Linked DNA regions of Rattus norvegicus: region 1 is linked to region 2. The links are chromatin contacts, called in public HiChIP or PLAC-seq maps. All regions are on one chromosome and are shown on one strand. The core of a region is the stretch at or near the end of the contact, and the rest is flanking DNA. Distances in the headings are between cores, read along the strand shown.

The links. HiChIP or PLAC-seq counts read pairs in DNA pulled down with a chosen protein or histone mark.
Region 1: a contact with region 2 is called in an H3K27ac HiChIP or PLAC-seq map of oligodendrocytes, with 5 times the contacts expected there. The contact joins the enhancer-like site here to the promoter of Ctrb1 in region 2. A contact is called at or near these places in 8 of 12 Hi-C or Micro-C datasets (the A7r5 cell line, the Rat2 cell line, Schwann cells and 5 more) and 1 of 1 datasets of contacts at active chromatin or transcription factors (oligodendrocytes).

Annotation. Positions count from the first base shown.
Region 1 is chr19:56,705,295-56,710,871 of GRCr8, reverse strand. It overlaps Cfdp1 (craniofacial development protein 1), which reads left to right. Exons shown (of 7, transcript NM_199378.4): 5 at 1,775-1,894. Among named protein-coding and RNA genes, the nearest start is that of Cfdp1, 25 kb to the left of the region's middle. Within about 2 kb of position 3,536, at least 2 of the 93 cell types and tissues checked have an H3K27ac peak or open chromatin away from gene starts, as enhancers often do.
Region 2 is chr19:56,564,802-56,569,991 of GRCr8, reverse strand. Ctrb1 (chymotrypsinogen B1) reads left to right here and starts at 3,014. Exons shown (of 7, transcript NM_012536.2): 1 at 3,014-3,088. The coding sequence starts at 3,037.

The sequences.
Region 1 (5,577 bases), core at 2,287-4,786, 140 kb before region 2:
GCAGTTGCTCAGCCTCGCTTGTTCCCTTGAACCAGTGTTGGGACCACTTTCAAGACCACTTACTTCCTCTCCTGATGCTCTTACAAGGACTCAGATACCTTCACACTAGGGATGATTGCCCAGCCGTCTGTCTGTCTTTCCGTGTGATGTGTGCTGTAGAGTGGGTAGAGTTCTGAAGATACATTCCCAGAGCACACAGAAGGCCTTGCGCAGGACTCCCTTAGGTGACACAGTCTTTTTTTTTTTTTTTTTTTTTTTTTGGTTCTTTTTTTTCCGGAGCTGGGGACCGAACCCAGGGGCTTGCGCTTCCTAGGTAAGCGCTCTACCACTGAGCTAAATCCCCAGCCCCTAGGTGACACAGTCTTAAAACCCCATTCACTTTGCAGGGGTTTGCTTAAGGTTCGGGAGGAGCATATGGACAGGAAATGTGTGACGACCAGTTTGGAAAATACCATCTGTTGACAGAATTTTGACTAGCATTGCTGTGTAGACTCTGGATCGTTGAATAAGCCGAGTAGCTGCTTAGATTTCAGTTTTAATCCTTAGGGACAGACGTAATGAGCTTCCTGTCAGGGTGACAGTGGTGTAGACCTGCCAGTATCAGCTGCAGGCAGCAGCAGTGTGTAAGCCTCGGAGTGGTGCCGTGTGTCTCTGCCTTAGCTGGAATTTGTCCTGTGTCATCGTAGCTCCTCGCTTAGCTTTGTGCTGCTTACACAATGTTAATTCAGTGTTAAATACAGCAGAGAGTGACTCTTCATTAGAAAAATTATCCTAGAAGGTGGTAGAGACTAGTACATCCTCATAGATGAGTTTATTTTATCATTTTTGGCTAATCTTTGGTTGAATATTTATAATACACTGATGTAGTTTTGGATCTGCCCACTGGTAGATTGGAATTTAAGCAAAATTCCTTAAATGTTTGTGTTGTTCTGGCATGTCAAAACAGGGGTTGCATGTTTCTCCGCTCTTTACCTGAAATATGAGGCGCCTTAGTGTCTTTATTTCATCCTTTAGAACTTTTTATCTGATTGTGTTGCATTCTGTCACTCCCTAGGTAGCTCTAATTTGCCGAGTTTGAAGAAATTGCATTTTGTTTTGGGGTTTTAGGAATAGAGCGGGTAGGAGCCTTCTGTGGGATATTCCCATTTGTTTGCTTTTCTTCTTGCAATGACGGCAGTGCTTTTGTCTCTGTGTCCCATCCCCATCTCACTGTTCATTGGCCCTCTGAGTTGGTGCTGATCTGGTAAGTGAGGGAGAGTGCAGGCAGGGTCTCTATAGATCTGTTAGTAACAAGTGAGCTGAGCCTCGGTGGAAGCTGGAGTCTTCACACTGGCAGATAGAATGGGAGACTTGAAGGTGACTGTTGAACTATACTGTTGTTTTGTTTGTTAGTGTCAGTCTGGGAAATGCCTATTTATAGAACTGTTAGAGTGAACTTATTCATAAGACTCAGTGGCCAGAATTTATTGAAAATTCAGTGGCATGTTCTTGGTTTTCATTTATTTCCTTTGCTATAATTTTTGCTTCTTTTTAAACATTTTATTCCTTTTTAATTTTATGTACATTGGTGTTGCTTGCATGTATGTATGTGTAAGGGTGGATCCTCTGGAGCTGGCGTTACAGACAGTGGTGAGCAGCCATGTGGGCCCTGGGAATTGAACCTGGGTCCTCTAGAAGAACAATCAGTGCTCTTAACTGCTAAGCTATCTCTCTAGCTCCTTAATTTTTGCTTCCTATCCCACTTGTAAGTTTGTTTTCTCTTTCCTTGAAATAGGGTGACTAAGGAAGTAGATGCTACATCTAAGGAAGCCAAGTCTTTCCTCAAGCAAACAGAGAAAGAAAAACCACAGGCTCTTGTCACTTCAGCGGCAACACCACCCCCTGCTGGGTCAGGGTGAGTATTTGTCTCAATTCCAGGTGTAGTTGGCACACTGGGAAACTCTTCTCTGTGTGAGGAGCTGTTTCTAACTGCAGCTGTCTCCACTCCTTTATGACATAAGGAATGAAACTCTGCCTTGACAGAAGTCTACCCAGATGGCGTTTGCTAGAAAAATTAGCATGAATTGCTTATTTAATAATCCCAACCTGAAAGAAGTTAACCACCAAGATGAACGTGTAAATTGCATACCTAAAATTATTATTTTTGTATGACAATATTAGCAGTTCATCAGAATGTTTAATAAATTTTGAATAGAGTTCTTAGTTCCAGACCCCTGATGGCAAAGGAACATCAGAGGGTCAGGTAGGACAGGAATCTACATCTGTAGTCCAACTACTTGAGACTGAGATAGGTAGATCACGTGAGCCAAGGAGTTCCGAGCTAGCCTAGGCATCAGAGTAAACTCCCTGTCTCAAAGAAAACAGTCAAAAATTATTTTTTTTTAAAAAAGAAACTTTGATTGTTTACTTCTTTTGCTCCTAAGCTGACTTCTGTGACCTTTTAGATGGGGACTGTCACCTCATTAAACATAGACACCTTTGGTGTGAACAGGAAAGTTGGTGTTTGTTTGTTTTTCTTGTTTTTAAGACAGAACTGTACTATATAGGCATGACTTTGCCCGGAGCTAACTGTGTAAAGCAGGCTGGTATCAAATTTACCAAAATCTACCTCTTTCTCCTGAGTGTTGGGATTAAAGGTATGTGTCATCTTGTCTGACAAACAGGAAAGTTTTATTTTACATTTTTTTCTCCCATTAAAAATCCACCAGCTTTTCCTATTAAACTTTGTAGGCAAATTTTCATCTCTCTAGCCTGATTTTGAATAGTGGTGTTAAAGTGGTGCGTGTTGTGAGGATACACTCACTCAGTAGCAGAATCCAAGACAAAGGTTTATTTATGTGAGAAGTGACTCCAGGGAGACCCAGGAAGTAGGTGAAAGGAAGAGGCCTCTCAGATACTGCCAACTGCCTTTTCTGTTACTTATCAGGGTATTGATTGTCCTGAAGACTCTTTCTAAGTGCATCTGGGCCGATTCAGCATAGGACAGTCTCTTTAAATGGACTAGGAGGGATTCCTCCCAAACCTGAGCTGTACAGCCCTGGCATAGACAAGGGTCAACATGGAGACTCCTGAGAAAAGGTCTGAGAAGAGTCTGACTACAGTAAGGGGGGAGTTGTCCTCAGGCTGTGCACAGAAGAGCTCCTGGGGTAAGGGCAGCTGGAAACGGTGCTATTATTGACAGCCATTCTAGTAAGCTACTTTCCAGTAGATGAATGACCTACTGACTCCGTGACAAAAGGTCAAATGAAATCTCTGCTAATCAACTTCTGTGAAAGCTCTAACGGAATATTACCAGAATAGAGAATATCTAAGTATCTGAGTGAAAGTGCATGAATGTGGGACATTTAAAATCTCAAATAGGGGGGTGGGGATTTAGCTCAGTGGTAGAGCGCTTGCCTAGCAAGCGCAAGGCCCTGGGTTTGGTCCCCAGCTCCGAAAAAAAGAAAATCTCAAATGGCCCTTCAAGGTGTATCTGCTTGTTTTTTAAACCCGTGTCTCAGAAAAATGCTTGGAATGCCAAAAGAAATCATCTGCTTTGGGGTTTGAAAGTAGATTCGTTTTATCATTGAAAACATTAGAATCTGCAACAGATTCCATATGTATGGGAGGTCCTTTCAAGGGGAGAGTTTACAGGAGTCATCCAATATATAAAAGAAAAGTAATACAGTAAAATGTTTTCCTGCCCCCCCCCCCCACACTTTGGGAATTGCTTTAGTTTATAGAAATATGTGTTTTCGTTTTCTCTAAACAGATTTAAGCAATACAGGAAAACCAGTGTAGCAGAGTAAAACATCCTGTCCCACATCCTTCAGTAACAAATAAGGACAGATACAGAGAGCCAGTGTTTGGATCTGAAAATGCATTTCCTCCACATGTTTAAAATAGCATGCACTTAGGCTATAAAAAGCCAGAATTAGTGTGTCAGGAATGGAGCAAACCCTCTTTTAATTAGAGGACAGTATCAGGCTGTTACATTTCGTAGTGGAAAACACAGTGCTTACCAAGTGTGTCTAAATCCCATGGCTTCATCATCCAAGCCTCTTGATCTCCCTTTTCCTCTGCACACTGAATTCTTGTATCGAGCTTCTAACAGCTGGAAGCTGGCTGGGTTTCGACCCCACACTGCTCTCTTCGTCCAGTCTGACTTGATTACCCCTAGTCTCATCAGAACTCAGTCCTGGCTGTAAGCACTGAGTTGTTTCTCCCATGTGCTTTTGTCTTGCCTTTTGGACATAGGAAAAAAGGCTTTGTTGTTGAACCTCAGACAACCTCCTGGTGGTATCAGGTTAGGCATAATTGTCCCAAAGACAGAAAAGATTTGTGCTAGAGCCATATGAAAATTATGTCTCAAATTGATGATCTGGGCAATAGACTGTCATCCTGGTACCTAGAGGCGAAGTAGTAGGATCTGGGAGCTCAAGGCCAGCTTTGACTGCATGGTGAGTCTGTGCTCCTTCTGGACTGCATGAGATGTTTTCCCCTGAAAACCAACAGTAAATAATGCCTGGTCCAGTGGTCTGTCAGTTGTCGTGTCTCTGACTGTCCCAGGAACCTCACATTTGTGGATAGTTTTCTATCTAAACAGCTAATGTGATTTTTCCCAGAGTCCTGAGAAGTTGGTAATTATGAACTTGGCTCATTTTTAGTTTTTAAGTGAGCACAATCATTGAGTTTTGATAGAGTAGTGAGCATTTCTCTCAGAGTGTTAGAAATCAGACATAGCCACAGTACTGGAGGAACTGGTTATAGAATCTGACTGTCTCAGTTGGCTTCTTTTCCTTTGCTGTTTGGTTGTGTTCATATTTTTCTCCTATGATGTGTTTACAGTCGAATGTATATTAAAAGCCTGCACACACTCCAGAGCTGAGTCCTTTGAGTGGTTCAGTTCAAGAAGTAAGACTTCCAGCAGGGTCCTAATAGAACTGTCTAGGATGTCATGGATAAAAGTTTATTGGTAGTTATTAATAATAGAGGAAAAATAGATATTTTAGCAAACAGACCTCTGGTTATATGAGAGATAGGAAAGTAATTTTTTGTAAGAAAACAAACAATGCATTGTTTGTTTGTTTAGAAATGTGTAATTGGGGGCTAGATGGCTCAGTGGTTAAGGGCGCTGACTGCTCTTTCAAAGGTCCTGAGTACAATTCCCAGCAACCACATGGTGGCTCACAACCATCTATAATGGAATCTGATGCCCTCTTCTGGTGTGTCTGGATAGCTACTGTGTATTCATATACATGAAATAAATAAAACTTTTTTAAAAAAGAAATATATAATTGGAATGTTTGTTTGTTTGTTTGTTTAAATTGCAGAGTCTTACGATATGAGTAGGCTGACTTCAAGCCTGTGATCCTCTTGCCTCAACCTTTGAGTGCTGGGGTTACATGTGTGCATCACCAAACCTGGCCTCAAAACAACAAACAGCTTCCATGAGTCTAAATGTGACACTATGTAATTTATCAGTTTGAATTTTACCATTTATTAGTTTCTCGCATACTCATGGGATATATTCACAGTAATGGGCAGCTACAACACTAGACCTGTTACCAGCTACTCTCTGTCTTCACCCTCAGTCTA
Region 2 (5,190 bases), core at 1,765-4,264:
AGAGAAGAAAATCCCATTTACAGTAAGAGACGTGTTCCAGCTCCCCTGTGCAACCCTTGTGGCCCATGGCTTTATCTTATCAGATTGCAACCTTGTCCAAGGTATCCTGTAATCTTCCTTATCAAAAAGAAGATAGAGAGAGAAGGGAGACTCCACAGCAGCCCTTTGGGATGTAACCTAGAGCCTCCTCTCCTGTCTGGAACCAGACAACCCTCGTCCTCGAGTCTGGGATGTGTAGCTCTCACAGAAGCCAGGCAAAAGCCAATAATGTGGGGCCTCCGCTCTGGAAAAATCCCCTGGCACGGAAGGTCCAAATGGGGCCACCTGCTTGGAAAGGCGGACAGGGAAGTATAGCATTTGCTGGCCTGGAGCTGAAGCAGGGATTCCTCACATCAAAGTAGCTAAGAGTCACACCCTGGGCAGCTGCACAGACGCTACAATGGGGAAAAAGCCTTAGCACAGCTGGGAGAGCGGCTGGCCCAGGGTCTGCAGGACCCTCCAGGGTGACCTGACTCTTGCTCCAGCTGCTGGAGGGCTGAACGTCCTGGAGGGACATCTGCTCACACTGAACCTGAGAGTTAGAGGCTAAAACAAATTCAAATGAACAGCTCTGCTTAGGCAGGCTGATGGGCACGCGTCCCCATGACTCAGACCCAACTCCACTACTGTCTTGCAGACCTGACGACCAGAGGGCCTCAGGGCCTTAGATGAAGTCTCCTACTGTTCCTGCCTGCTTTCTTTCTTTCCTTTCAGCATTGTGGTTCTTTTTTTTTTTTTTTTTTTTTTAACACATGATCTCCAACCCAGGCTAGCTACAAACTTGCTATGTAGTCCAGGCTCTAAATGCTTTTATTTTTATTTCTGTGTGTGTGTGTGTGTGTGTGTGTGTGTGTGTGTGTGTGTGTGTGTGTCTGAGTGTGGCTTTGTGTCCAAGAATGTGTGCTTATGTGTGTACTCAGAAGGCAGAAGAGAGGGTGTCAGATCCCCTAGAGTTATAGAGCTACAGGGGATGCAAGTCACCAGACAAAAATGCTGGGAATAAAACTCTGGTCCTCTGGGAGAAGGGCAAGTGCTCCCTAACCACTGACCCACCTCTCCAGACTCTTACTTATATAATAGTTGAAAAGCCATAGTTGAGACTGGGGATAGTCCACAGGCTACCCTTGATCTGCAGGTCTCTGTGTCCACAGTGCTGGGATCATAGGCATGTGTTACTGTGGTTGCTCTGCTGGCTTTGTGTCACCCGGCTGGACTGCAAGGCCTGTGTAGCACCCTCTCCAACAGCTGCAGATCCTCTCCTGCCACAGAGATCCTTAGCCTGTCCCTCTGCTTCTACTTCATAGTCTCATCGAGGTAGTGTCCCCTCTGGTCTCTGGGTCTCTGCCCACACAGGCAGAGGCACCATTTGCTTGGGAGCCTCCGCCTGGAATGGTGCCTGGCCACAGGACACAAGGGACTTGCATGTGTGCTTGTGGAGAATATGTTCAGCTGTACTTCCTGTCAGTGTGTCCCTCACGCCAGGCTCGGCCCCCTGTCTGTGGCAGAAATTGAGCTTTATTTTACAGAAGTAAAGCTCTGGGCCGGTGTGATGGCTCGGTGGGTGAAGGAGCTTGCGGCCAAGCCAGAAAACCTGAGGCTCACCCGCGAGGTAGGAGAGAACTGACTCCTCCTACAAGTTGTCCTTTGACCTCCACATGTGCACCATGCCATGTGCGTGCGCCAATCCCCATAAGTAAATGCAATTTTTAAAAATGTGTTGGTGTCCTGCCTGCATATCTGTCTACCCCTCACATGCATGCAGTGCCCAAAGAGACAGAAAAAAGGGAGTCAGACTGGAGAGTAGCCATGTGGGTGCTTGGACTCAAGCAAACCTGGGTCCTCTGGAAGAGCAACCAGTGGGTTTTTTTTTAAGATTTATAAAGGATTTATTCATTTATTTATTTATATGAGTACACTGTAGCTGTCTTCAGACACACATCAGACCTCATTACAGATGGTTGTGAGCCACCATGTAGTTGCTGGGATTTGAACTCAGGACCTCTGGAAGAACAGTCAGTGCTCTTAACCACTGAGCCGTCTCTCCAGGCCTGCAACCAGTGCTCCTAATCCCTGAGTCGTTATTCCAATGCAGTAAGTAAATCGTTTTGAAAAGAAACTAAAGTTTTATACAAAGACAAAGACTGTCTCTCTCCTCTTTTTCCTCTTCCTCCTCCTCCTCTCCCTCCTCTTCCTCTTCTTTTGAGACAGGCTCTTATGTAGCCTAAGCTAGCCCTGAACTCACTCTGTAGCTAAGGGTGACCTTGAATTCTGACTCTCCTGCCTCCACTCTGGAGTACTTCGATTGTAGTGTACACCAGCACGTCTGGTGTGTGAGGCGGTGGGAGCTGGACCCAGGGCTCCGTGCGTATTAGGCTCCACTGACTACAGCAGTCTCACGGGGGTTACTGGCCTGTTGCTATCGGCAACATTCTTGCTTCTCCTCTCCATACTTAGACTGTTTGGTTGGGACTGGAGACAGGGTGATCCTTGGATAGTCCCGACTTTCCATGTAACCCTGTGTTTTAGATGAGTGAAACGCATTTGTGGTCATAGACCATCGGCTCACTTGGAGCCCCTCCAGCCACCATCTTCTTTGAATTTATCCTGGGACTGCCTTCAGTTAAGAGCTGGGGGTCCTTTCTGTGTCATCAGGATGGGCACTGGGTCTCCTGGCCCACCTCCCAGAAAGTCTGCATGAGCTGCTCTTCCACAGGTTTCTTGTCCACATTGTCCACACTGCCACTGTTCATGGGCACTGTTAATCAGGGCACCTGTCCTTTTCCCATGGCCTGGGCATTACAGGCCAAGAGCCAAGCAAGACTGTGATAAGGCGCTTGGCCCCCACTTGCATCCAAGGTCTCTGGATAACAGGGAGGAGAGCTCTCGGACCTTCCTGGTTGGACAGGGTCATGGGGATTGGGCAGGGCTTGAGGACCCTAGGGGACATAAAAAGAGCCTCAGGGTAGGCAAGCTTCACTCACTCCCTTGACCAGCACCATGGCATTCCTTTGGCTCCTGTCCTGCTTTGCCCTTGTGGGGGCCACCTTTGGTAAGTGCTGGGGCTCAGCTGACCCAGCCAGGCACCATCAGAGGGGAAGAGGGCAGAGGGGTTATCCTGAACTAGCTGATCCCCTGCCCTTCCTGTTTGAATATCATCTAAGGACCAGTACCCTGAAGCCTCAGGGAGGACAGGGTCCTCCTGGGACTTTCTGGGCTTATGCCCTGCTTCAGGAGCAAAAAGACCTGCCTGGGTCCAGCTGTGGTCTGTAGATCCAGATGTAGATGAGGTAGGGGTAGCCCAGCAGGAGCTGGCTGGCAGATGCTAAGGATTTCGCTTTCTTTCTGTTGCTTGCTTTTATGTTTTATTGTTTGAGACAGGATCGCACTCTGTAGCCCAGGTTAGCCCAGAGTTTATTGTGTACCCCAGGCAGGTTCAGACTTAGAGCAAGCCTCTTGCCGAGGCCTCCTGAGTGGGTTAAAGACTCACACTACCACCTCCAGTTTACTATTTTGCTTTCCATTTATATAAAGATGAAAGACAAAAGGGGCTGGAGAGATGGCTCAGTGGTTAAGAGCAATGACTGCTCTTCCAGAGGTCCTGAGTTCAAATCCCAGCAACCACATGGTGGCCCACAACCATCTGTAATGGGATCTGATGCTCTCTTCTGGTGTGTCTGAAGACAGCTAAAGTATACTCATATCTAATAAGTAAATAAATCTTTTTAAAGGGTGGGGGAGATTATCTAGAGGTTGGGTACACGCCTGTAGTCCTAGCGTTTGGGAAACAGTTGCTTCTTGCAGAGATGGGGTCTCTTGCAGTGCATCCTGGTCCTCCTGCCTCTGTCTCCCCTACGCTAGGATTGCAGGCCTGTGTCCCCCATAGGCATCCCTTGTCCCACTGCCATTTTTCTTTTATTGTTGTTGCTGGCTTTATCCTGAAACACCGTCTTACCCAGTTGCTCAACCTGCAACTCCTGGGCTCAAGCCATTCTCCTGCTTCAGCCTTCAGAACATCTGTGACTGCAGGCATTTGCTGCTAATCGAGCTAACCCAAATTCGAATGAGCTCCCTCCCTTGTCCTGTTGAGTCATCTCTCTTTAGGCTCACACAAATACACTGCATATTTATACGTCCATAAGCAAAGAGCCTTAAAATTACATGCACAGTAGTCGTCTGTGTCAGCTTTACAATATGCTCTTTTTCCACTCATAAAGTGGGAGATCCAGCCACGTCGCCATGGAAACCCAGCTCACTCACTTAAACACACTCCGCTGTGAGAACACGTCACTCCCGTTTCTCATTTTGTGGCTGGTATAAAAATAGTTGCTTGTGACTTTACGAGGTATTTCAGTCATCAGTGGAGAATCTTGTCCGTTTCCTAGTCTCTGTGCTCAAGAGAGGCAGGTGCTAAGCCCTTGAGCCGGTCAGAGGACTTCCAAAGGAGAGAGGCTGGTCGCAGGGGCCACTGGACAACCAAACTGTGAACGTCCGTCAGCCAGTGTAGCAAGCGTGTCCTGGCATGTCCGAGACGCCTGACCACTCCTGCTGCTCTCTCTCTCTTCTGTGATGTGTTTTTTCACGGCGTAGATTTAAGGTCCCCCTTCTCTTCCTCTTCTCTTTCTTTTCTGTCTATCTTTTTTAAATTGAGACAGGGCCTCACTATGTAGCCCTTTCTGGCCTGGAACTCTCTATGTAAATCAGGCTGGCCTTAAACTCAGAGATCTCTCCGCCCGTCTCCTGAGTGTTGAGGGCAAAGAAGTACACCAACACACGTGGAACAAAGTCTAATTTTTTTTTTAATTAAGGAACAAAGCTAGGCGGTAGTGATGTCCCCCCACCCCCACCCCTTTTAATCCCAGCACTGGGGAGGCAGAGGCAGGGGATCTTAGAGTTTGAAGCCAGCCTGGTCTCCAGAGTGAGATCCAGGACAGCCAGGGCTACACAGAGAAACCCTGTCTAGCTACCGAAATAGGCAAGTGCCACAGAAATGGCCAGCCTGGAGGTTGAACCAGACAGCCTGTTGGTCCAGTTCGTTTTCTGCTCCTTCTCCTGTGACACACCTGGATGGGGGCAGCTGTGCCTCTCTTCATCCCTGGAAAGATAACCAGGGTCAGCAGGCTCCGTGTGAGAGACCCCTGAGCCAAGAGGTTT